2 separate regions of the Oryctolagus cuniculus genome follow, and region 2 is linked to region 1. A link is a contact called in public Micro-C data. All regions are on one chromosome and are shown on one strand. Each heading gives the region's core, a stretch centred on a gene start, on an enhancer-like site or on the middle of the called end of the contact. The rest is flanking DNA. Distances are from core to core; before and after follow the strand shown. Region 1 holds the start of RAPGEF2 (Rap guanine nucleotide exchange factor 2). Region 2 holds the start of PPID (peptidylprolyl isomerase D).

Region 1 (4,382 bases), core at 1,580-4,079:
GGATGGAGGTTAAGGCCCGGGCAGACACTGCGGGCGGGCGGCTTTCAGAGTCAATGGCGCTTTCACGTATTGGCGTTGGGAGTGACTGGCCCCGCAGGCCTCCGACTGGCCAAGTTCTGCGTTGGGTCAGTGTGAACGCTGTTCTACACAGCAAAGTTGAACAGTTCACTTGTTCCGCACAATGCTCACGTCGGCACAGCGCAGGTTCTGTCTCCCCCAGCCCAGTCTGGTGACCCACCCGCCCCACCTGATAGGAGGTTTCAGTCATTGTTGTTCTTCACCTAATCAAAGCACCACTTGCCCCCTCCCTCATTTCCACCCAGGGCCTCTGACGTCAGGTTCTGACCAGCCTGGCAAGGTTCTCCCATTCTCGGCGTGTGATTCCACTAGGCACTTCCGACAGTGTTCCTGAAAGGAGCCGAAACACCTCGCTGACACCTGCCTTTCCTTCACGCCGGGACTGGGCATGTGCACGCTCAGGTGCAAAGACAATGATGCAACTAACTGGCCATTGCCAAAGCAAGAAGCGAGGAAGGCGCGTGAGAGGCAGGCAGCGCTAAGGGAGGAGGAGCAAGATCAAAGCAAGACATTCCTCGGCCGTGATAAAACAAAAAACAGCTTTCTGGAGACACCGAAATGCATTTTCTTGTAAAACCACAGCCCATCTTCCACAGGTTTGGTAAATGTGCGGGATCTAGCCATGATCCCACAGATGTGGCAGCTCCATCAGGAGAAGGGGAAAAAAATCAAAAACGGTACCAGGTGCCATTCTTGGGGCTTGTCCAAGGCAGCCAGTGGAAGGTTCTACTTGATGCTATTCTCTCCACATTAAATAATAATAATCCACGCCAGAGAACAGGAGAGCATTTGGGTTTGAACAGATGGCATCCAACACCTAACCCTAGACGTCTGGTGGTCCCAGGCACTAGGAGGACTCATTGGCCTTGAGCGGGTTGGCAAGCAGGACTCCCAATAGCCACCACCCCCAGCTTAGGAAAAAGCATCCTGATCCTGGATGCAGTCAGCAACCGGACGCAAAGAAAAGCAACCCATGATATTTGGAATACAATTTGCCTCTCTACTCCAACCTGAGATGACCAAATCCAACCCCATCAGCAATTCCTCTTGTTTAAAATGAGAGAAACATAAGCCTGAAGGTAAACAAAGGTATAAAGGTTAACAAAGTTATCTAATTTTGACAAGGTTGTGCAACTCCGCAAGAACCCACAGGGTGCCCTTCCCGGGGCTGTCTGGAACAGGCCTCCCTGTGCCACTCTTTCCAAAAAGCAAAAATACACCGGCACCCCCGCGATCCACTCTACAAAGCCAACACGTCTGTGCCTTAAGGAACCGTGCAGAACTCCACCTTGGCCAACGGCGCCCCACTGCAAGGGTAGAGGGGCCACCAGCTAGGACAGGAGCGGAGCCTGAGGACAGGGAGGCAAGAACACCTGGCCAAGGCAGGCGCGACCCCCGCCCGCGAGACCCAGAAGCTCCGGGGAGAGGGAGGCCAGAGAACCCTTCCCCCAACACGCACACCCCTCCAGCCGGGTCAACCCAGGGGAGGTCAGGGGTGCAGACAGCCGCGTAAGGGAGAAGAGAATCCAAGGGACGAGGAAATCGGCCCAGGGTGGCCGGGGGAAGAGCCTTGGCAACGGGATGCGGTTGGTGGGACGAGCAGGGTGCTCAGGGCGACCGGCGCCAGGACGCGGGTCGGGGGAGACGCGGTCAAGTGCAGGGCCGCCGCCGCCGCGGGTCTCACCTGAGGGGTCCTCTCCGCGGGGTTCTTCATCACGGCTTGGCGGAAGCTGTTATCCACGTAGGACGCCATCTCCCCCCGCCGGCCGGGCCGGGGCCGGGGCCGGGGCCGCTCCGCACCCTCGCCGGCCTCCTCCCGGCCCAGCGCAGCCGGCGCCTCCGCCCTGCGCGTTCCGCCCGCCGCCCGGGGCCGATCGGCCAAACCCGCGGCGGCGCTGGGCCCGCGGCGGGCGGCTCGGCGGGGCCCTGCGTTCCGGAGCGCGGGACGGGCGCGAAGGGCGCGGGCTGCGCCCTGCCCCGAACCCCGCGGCCGAGGTCGGTCCCTGCGGCCCGGAGCCCGGGAACTCCTCCTCCTCCTCCTCCTCCGCTTCCTCGCCGCTCGGCCTGCGAGGCTTCCAGGCGCGCCCGGCTCCCTCCGGGCCCTGGCTCGGCACGCCTCCCCGGCTCCTCTCGGGGGACACTGGCGGCTCCTCCCGGCCCGGCGGGCCCGAGTTATTTTTAGGGAGGTACCAGTGGCAGTGGGGAGGGGGAGGGCCGCGGCAGGCGGAGCCTCTTCTGCCCCCTCCTCTCCGGGGCTCGCGCCGCCGCCCAGGGGTCCCCGGGAAGCGCTGCGATCTCCCGCGCCCCTAGTCCTTGGGCACCGGGGCTCCGGCTCAGGTCCGGGCGCTGCGAAGCCCGAGCGCCGCCGCCGGTCTCCGTCTAGTGGACTCGGCCGCGCCTCCGGACTGCTGCTGCATCCCCTCGGGCCGCCCCGCCGCCGCCGCCGCCGCTGCAGCTGCTCCCGCTCCGGCCGCCGCCGCCGGCCCCCATGCGCACGCCCGGAGCGGGGCTGCCCCGGCGCACAGGCGGCCGGAGCAGCCTTCGGGCCCAGCCGCCGCCGGCAACTTTGTTCCTCGTCTGCGCGGGCCGGGGGAGGGGCAGCAGGGGCCGCGGGCGGCCGGGGTCCGGCGAGCGGGCGTCTGCGGGCCGAGCGCCGCGCGCAGCCCCCCGCGGCGAGGGTGCTCGGGAGACGGCGACTGCCCTCCTCTTCCTCCGCCTCTTCCTCCGCCGGCGCCTTCCCCGCCGCCCGAGCCGCTCCTCAGGGAGGAAGCGGCCTCCGGGGCTTGTTGCTTTGTGCCGCAACCATGGTGAGGAGTGAGCGACGGGGCCGAGGCGAGTCGGCGGCCGCCGCGTCATCGCCGGGGCGGAGCGGCCCGCGCGCGCCGCGCCCGCCTCCCCGCGCCGCCTGCACCGCCCGCCGGCCGCGCCCTCGCTCGGGAGCCGCACCTCGGGCGGCCGGCAGGTGAGCCGGGCGCTCGGGCCGCCTGCGGGCCCCGGGGACCTGCGCCGAGCTGGCCCGGCCGCCTGCCCAGCCGGGCCGCGCCGAGGCGCCGCGCGCGCGCGCGCGCCGGGGCCCGAGCAGGGAGCGCGCGGCCCCGGGCTCCGCGCCGCCGGGAGAGCCGGCGGCTGGAAGTTGACCCGAAGCCGAATTCGCAGCTCGGGCCGCGCCGGGCGTCCCTCCAGCCGGAGGGTGGCTGCGCGCAGCGTCCCTGCGGCCAAATCCTCTTAGGAGCTAGTTGCGACGTCCCGCAAGGACCGTGTGGCTGCCCTGCCTTGGCGACCTCGCTGTGGCGCCTCTCAGACACTTAAGTGACCACAAAGTTAGGCCGGGGAAAGCCTACACGAGACCCAGAAGCAGCCCCAGACGTGCCAGACTACACGCAACTTCTGTCGATAGCATCAGAAGCGTTTATTGCCTTGGGCCGAGACGTCCCCTGGACCCCAGATTTCCAAGTCGACCCACTCGGTGCAGGTCATTTGAGAGGGTACCCGTGCCTGCTGCCTCCCTGAGCTGTGGTCCAGGTGTGCAAGACACGCAGCCGGGCACTGGGGAGCGCTTGGCTGCTCTGGTCCCGGGGTTTTGTTTCTGTTTACCTTTCCCCAAACACAAATTCACGTACGGAGCCACTGAGACTTTTTTTGTGTGTGAGCTACTACACCGAACTTTTTTCAAAACGAGTTTTTAGACCATCCAGTTTATTGGAACAGATTGTCCGTTCACATTTGCTCGTCCCTAAGTCACCTGTGTGTCGCTGAACAGATCTCCCTGCGACCCTCAGAAACTGAGTCTGAATTAGGGACTGTGTCTATAAACCCTCTTATGTTACCCTTGCTGAAGCGCCTCCCTGTGTGGCTCTCTCACTTCTCTGCCGTAGACTTCCACCTTGAAAGCAAAGGGACGTGGAAAATGTGCCGCTGCTGCTGCTCCGGAAACAGGAGGGGTTATTCCAACCCAATGAAGTGAAAAAGTACACCTGACGTCTCCACCTGGTGTCTGACAGACTCTGCTTAGGAACGTGCAAACCAGGCCCCAAACGCGCCCCGCCCACGTGCTTCTCCATCCCCAGTAATACCTTCTACACCTTGCTCTTAGGCTCCCACAGGGCTCAGTAAAACTGTCAGCTCAGAGTGCCCTTCCTGGAAGCTAACCTCTGGCGGCCACTTCCGCTGCATGACCTGGGTCCAAGCTAGCATGGTTTTTGCCTGCACTTTGCAGTAAGCATCTGCCTGATCTCTCTCCATCCTCTCCTGCAACAGTCTGGTTCCAACAGTGCAGCCAGAGAGATTCTTCTCACTCCACTTAA
Region 2 (4,519 bases), core at 1,426-3,925, 420 kb after region 1:
GTTTGGTTCTAGGAATAGAACAGATTTATAAAGCTGTTACTTTAATGTGAAAAATCCAGACACAGTGAGAGTAACACGTGGCTCGGTCTTTTACACCTGGAAACCTGTATGACAGGACGAATCACATTATTTTTGTCTTACAGGCATATAGAAGAATCCTCAAAGCTCTTTTTTCCTTTTAGTTTTAACTCCCATCTTGGGTATGTTTATATTAGTAATTGTTATAATAAAATATTTGCGATTCATGTTTAATAATAGTGGCTTTTACTTACTGAATACTTAATGTGTCAGATATGTCAACACCTTAGATTAATTATCATAAAAATCTTATGAGAAATGTATTTTTATCCTAATTTACAGGGAAGGCAAATGAGTCAGAGAGAGGCTAAGTAATTTGGCCAAAGTCACAAGCTGGTTACCTATTAGCACCTGAATGGGAGGGGAGAAGTGCTTGAGTATCTTCCCAGTGTACAGGTACATTCATCAGACTAAGAATGGTTGAGTGGCTATGGTATAAACGTGACTGTTTTTGCAAAGATAAGTTAAAGGCTAATTTCAGCTAGAGGATTAGAATGAATTGTTTTTCAGTTACAGAGAGAGAAACAGGAATTGATAGAGTTCTTCCAGTTCTCCCACCGGCAGAGGCCCATGGGCTTTCCATTGCTTTCCCAGGCCATTAGCAGGGAGGTGGATGGGAAATGGAACAGCTGGGACTTGAACTGAGGCCCATATGGGATGCCGGCACCGCAGGCGGTGGCTTTACCTACTACACAACACTGGACTCTAGGATAAAAATTGTAATGGGGGCCAGCGCTGTGGTGCAGCAGGTTAACGCCCTGGCCTAAAGTGTGGGCATCCCATTTGGGCGCTGGAGACCTGGTTGCTCCACTTCCGTTCCAGCTCTCTGCTATGGCCTGGGAAAGCAGTAGAAGATGGCCCAAGTCCTTGGGCCCCTGCACCCACGTGGGAGACCCGGAAGAAGCTCCTGGCTTCAGATTGGTGCAGCTCTGGCCATTGCGGCCAATTGGGGAGTGAACCATTGGAGGGAAGACCTCTCTCTCTCTCTCTGCTTCTCCTCTCTGAGTAACTCTTTCAAATAAATAAATAAATCTTTTAAAAAGATTTTAATGTGAATCTATTGTTGTGACATATGTGAGACAAAGCATAAGTTACTAGTTTGCAGCCCAGACTTGAGACTGGATTGGAGAGATTCCGACCCCAAGAATTTATCATTTTCTTGCAAAAACTACATGACAATTTAATTACTAATGATTTAGTTTTATATTGTGCACCCAGTAATATACACACAAATTGGACAAGAAATTTCTTTTTTGCCATTTAATAGATTTTTACCTGGAAAAATCTTAAATATACAAAAACAAGGAAAACAGAGCAATAAACCTCGGTGCACCAGTTTCTTGGCTGCCCAAACCTGACCCCAGATTATTTTAAAATAAAGAGACAAAAACATTTCACTATTACAGTGACTTAAAAGGAAGCAGGTTCCGAGAAGTTAAGCGACCGTTCTTTGCTGACACTCCCCGTGTGCGTGCACACTGTAGCCGGCATTTGGAGCTGGTGACACTCCCAGTGTGCGTGCACACTGTAGCCGGCATTTGGAACTGGTGACACTCCCCGTGTGCGTGCACACTGTAGCCGGCATTTGGCACTGGTGACACTCCCCGTGTGCGGGCACACTGTAGCCGGCATTTGGAACGATCTTTCCTCTTTTTTTGACATCTGCTCTAGTGCTCGTTACACGCCATCTCAGGCTGAGAGCAGGAACTTGGCTGATCTTTGTCATCCTAAGGTTTGCGCATCCGCAGGCCGGGCAGTGAAGGACACGGGCCTGTATCTCTGGCTGGCCGGTGGCAGGTCTGATAACACCAGCAGGGGTCTTTCCTTCCGAACAGCCACGCAGGCTGCCTTTGTCAACACACACCTCCGGGTTTCCGAGCAATATGCCCTCACTGCCGCCAGTAAGTTTTATTTATTTATTTATTTTTAAATTTTTAAAAAATTTTTCTAGCAAAAAACCCCGGCAAGCCTGGAAAGCTGCTTCGTGCCCTGAGAAGCATCGGGCTGCGTTTTCGCTGTGGGCTCTATCAGAACTAGAATCAATGCGTCCGCACGAGCAGACGTCTCCAGTCAGGCTCTCTCCAAGAGCGAGGCCGAGAGCGCCCCACGCAGGAAGATGGAGCGTGGCGTTTTACCAGGCCCGTCAGGGAACGGACGCCCTCATAATGCGGTTTCCTCAGGAACCAATCCGTCCTTTTTCCTGGATTCTCAGCGTCCGCTTTTTGGCCCACCATTCAAGGTTATAGTGCGAAGATCAACGTAAATAACAACACAGCTCCCGCTGACGGGCAGCCCAGTTTACATCAGGCATCGTGCTGAGAGATGTCTGTCTTTCATCCGAACGCCATCTTCCGAGGCGAACATGTTCGTCCCCACTGGCCAGACGAGCAAACTGAGTTTCTCTGGCAGAGCTGGGGAGGGCAGGGAGACGGTGGGGAGGCGACGACGCGCGAGCGAGAACACTAAAGGGGATCGCGGTTTCTAACTCCACGCTCAGGGAGAAGCGCAAGCGGCTGCCATGGACGCACGAACACGGGCGCGCTGACCGCCGCGGGGAGGCGGTGCCGGAAGTCGGGGCGGGACTTCCGGGCGTCGGGGAGGGACTTCCGGGCGTCGGGCGGGGCTTCCGGGCCCGGCCGGAAGTGGCCCCGCAGCGCCGCCGCCAGCTTGCTGCTCGGAGGGTTCTGGCTTTTCGGCGGCCGACGGTGCACGCGGTTCGGGGCTGTGCTTTGGCGCGCGTCTGCAAGTGGCGATGTCGCACCCGTCACCCCAAGCCAAGCCGTCCAACCCCAGCAACCCCCGAGTCTTCTTTGATGTGGACATCGGGGAGGAGCGAGGTGAGGGCGTCTGGCGCCCCGAGAAGGGTCCCGGGGTTTCGGGGGGCTCCCAGGGCGGGGCGCGGAGCAGGTGGCCGCTTAGGCCGCGCCGTGGGAACGAGCCCGGGCTTCCAGAACTGGGTCGAGCCCGCGGGCGCCCTTGTGCCAGTGCCATTGGTCCTGCGGAAGTTTCTGGAAATTTCTGGGTCAGGCATGGTGGCGGCCCTTTACGCTTCGCCTGTCTTGATTTGGTTGGACTTGACCTCGCCACCCGTGCACCCTTTGGCTTTTCAGAAAACCGTAATTCTCCGGAGAAGGCGGGACGGCTCGGAGGGCTCCCGGCGCCGCGGTCCGCCGGGCTCCAGTCGCGCCGCGCGCCGTTCGCACGCGCGCCCCGGCTGCACCTGTTTCAGGGGCTCGTTTGCCAGGGGCCTTTTCCTGGCGGCTGCGGGGTGTTGGCGTAGAGGCGCGGGGGCACGTGCAGACGCCTTCACCGGCTCGGCCTGGGGGCACCGCGCTCGCAGCACCCGTGGGCTTGCCTGGGTTGCAGGGCAGCTGTGGAGGCGTGGTGCTTCAGGGGCGTGTTGCTGTGCGTCTCACTTGGGTTTTGTTCTGAAACTGCTGGAATTTCGACCTGGCCGTGTTTGGATGCGCGCGCGGGGCCCACGTGCGCATTCACAGGCGCATCCGACCTGTTTTCAGACTGGGCTTATTTTGCCCCGTCTCGGGAATTTTCTCCAGCTTTTGTTTCATATAGGCTGCAACACAGAACCGTCGCAGATCAAGGGTGTCCACCGCACTGCTGTGAGGGTACTCGGTTTTCCCCTGTTGGCTGTGGGGGAAATTACCCTGCCTTTGAAACTGCTTTCCGGCGCCCCTTAAATGGTGCTCATCTGCCGGCCGCTGCAGCTGATAGTGTGTGTGGTGTTTCAGATGGTAGCCTGGATTTCGGTTAGTAAATGACGGGGAGCGCCAGCAGCCCCACTATGGCTTTGTACCCGAAGGAAAGGAAGTGTAATCAGAGATAACCTGCCCTCTGTCCGGATCCTCTGCGGCCAGGATAGTGGAATCCACCCAAGTGCCCATCAGCAGAGGGATAAAAATCGCTGTATACACGCAGTGAGATACTGGGATGAGGCTAGAGGAGGGTGTGCACAGTGAAGTAAGCAGAACACAGGCAGGCAGCGCGTGCCCTCACAGGTGGCATGGTGCTCCTAGCGGCTGGGCAGTACTTAATTTCTGTTAGATAAGAGGGGTAAATTCGAGCTCTAGTGTACAAGGCGGTAACTAGTTCACAGCAATATACTGTGTTCCTGAAGGTGCGAAAGGGAAAGATAAAAGGAACTTGGTACCGCCTGCACTCCGCTTCCTTTTTATCTTAGCTGTCACTGTAATTGGTTCAACTCTCCTTTTATCATTTGCCTCTTTGGCTGTTTTGCATACTAACAAGATTTTTTTTCCTTTTTTTAGTTGGTCGAATTGTCTTAGAATTGTTTGCAGATATTGTACCCAAAACTGCAGAAAATTTCCGTGCACTATGCACAGGAGAAAAAGGCATTGGACCCACCACTGGGAAACCTCTCCACTTCAAAGGATGCCCTTTCCATCGAAGTATGTGAGATCTT

Evidence for each region. A called contact is a pair of places that touch in the nucleus more often than the background predicts.
Region 2: a contact with region 1 is called in a Micro-C map of ear pinna, with 3 times the contacts expected there. The contact joins the promoter of PPID here to the promoter of RAPGEF2 in region 1. A contact is called at or near these places in 2 of 6 Hi-C or Micro-C datasets (ear pinna and an unstated tissue).

What each region holds. Positions count from the first base shown.
Region 1 is chr8:138,218,058-138,222,439 of mOryCun1.1, forward strand. RAPGEF2 (Rap guanine nucleotide exchange factor 2) reads right to left here and starts at 2,830. Exons shown (of 29, transcript XM_051831661.2): 1 at 1,763-2,830. The coding sequence starts at 1,831.
Region 2 is chr8:138,638,911-138,643,429 of mOryCun1.1, forward strand. It overlaps PPID (peptidylprolyl isomerase D), which reads left to right and starts at 2,676. Exons shown (of 11, transcript XM_008273485.4): 1 at 2,676-2,915; 2 at 4,365-4,505. The coding sequence starts at 2,831.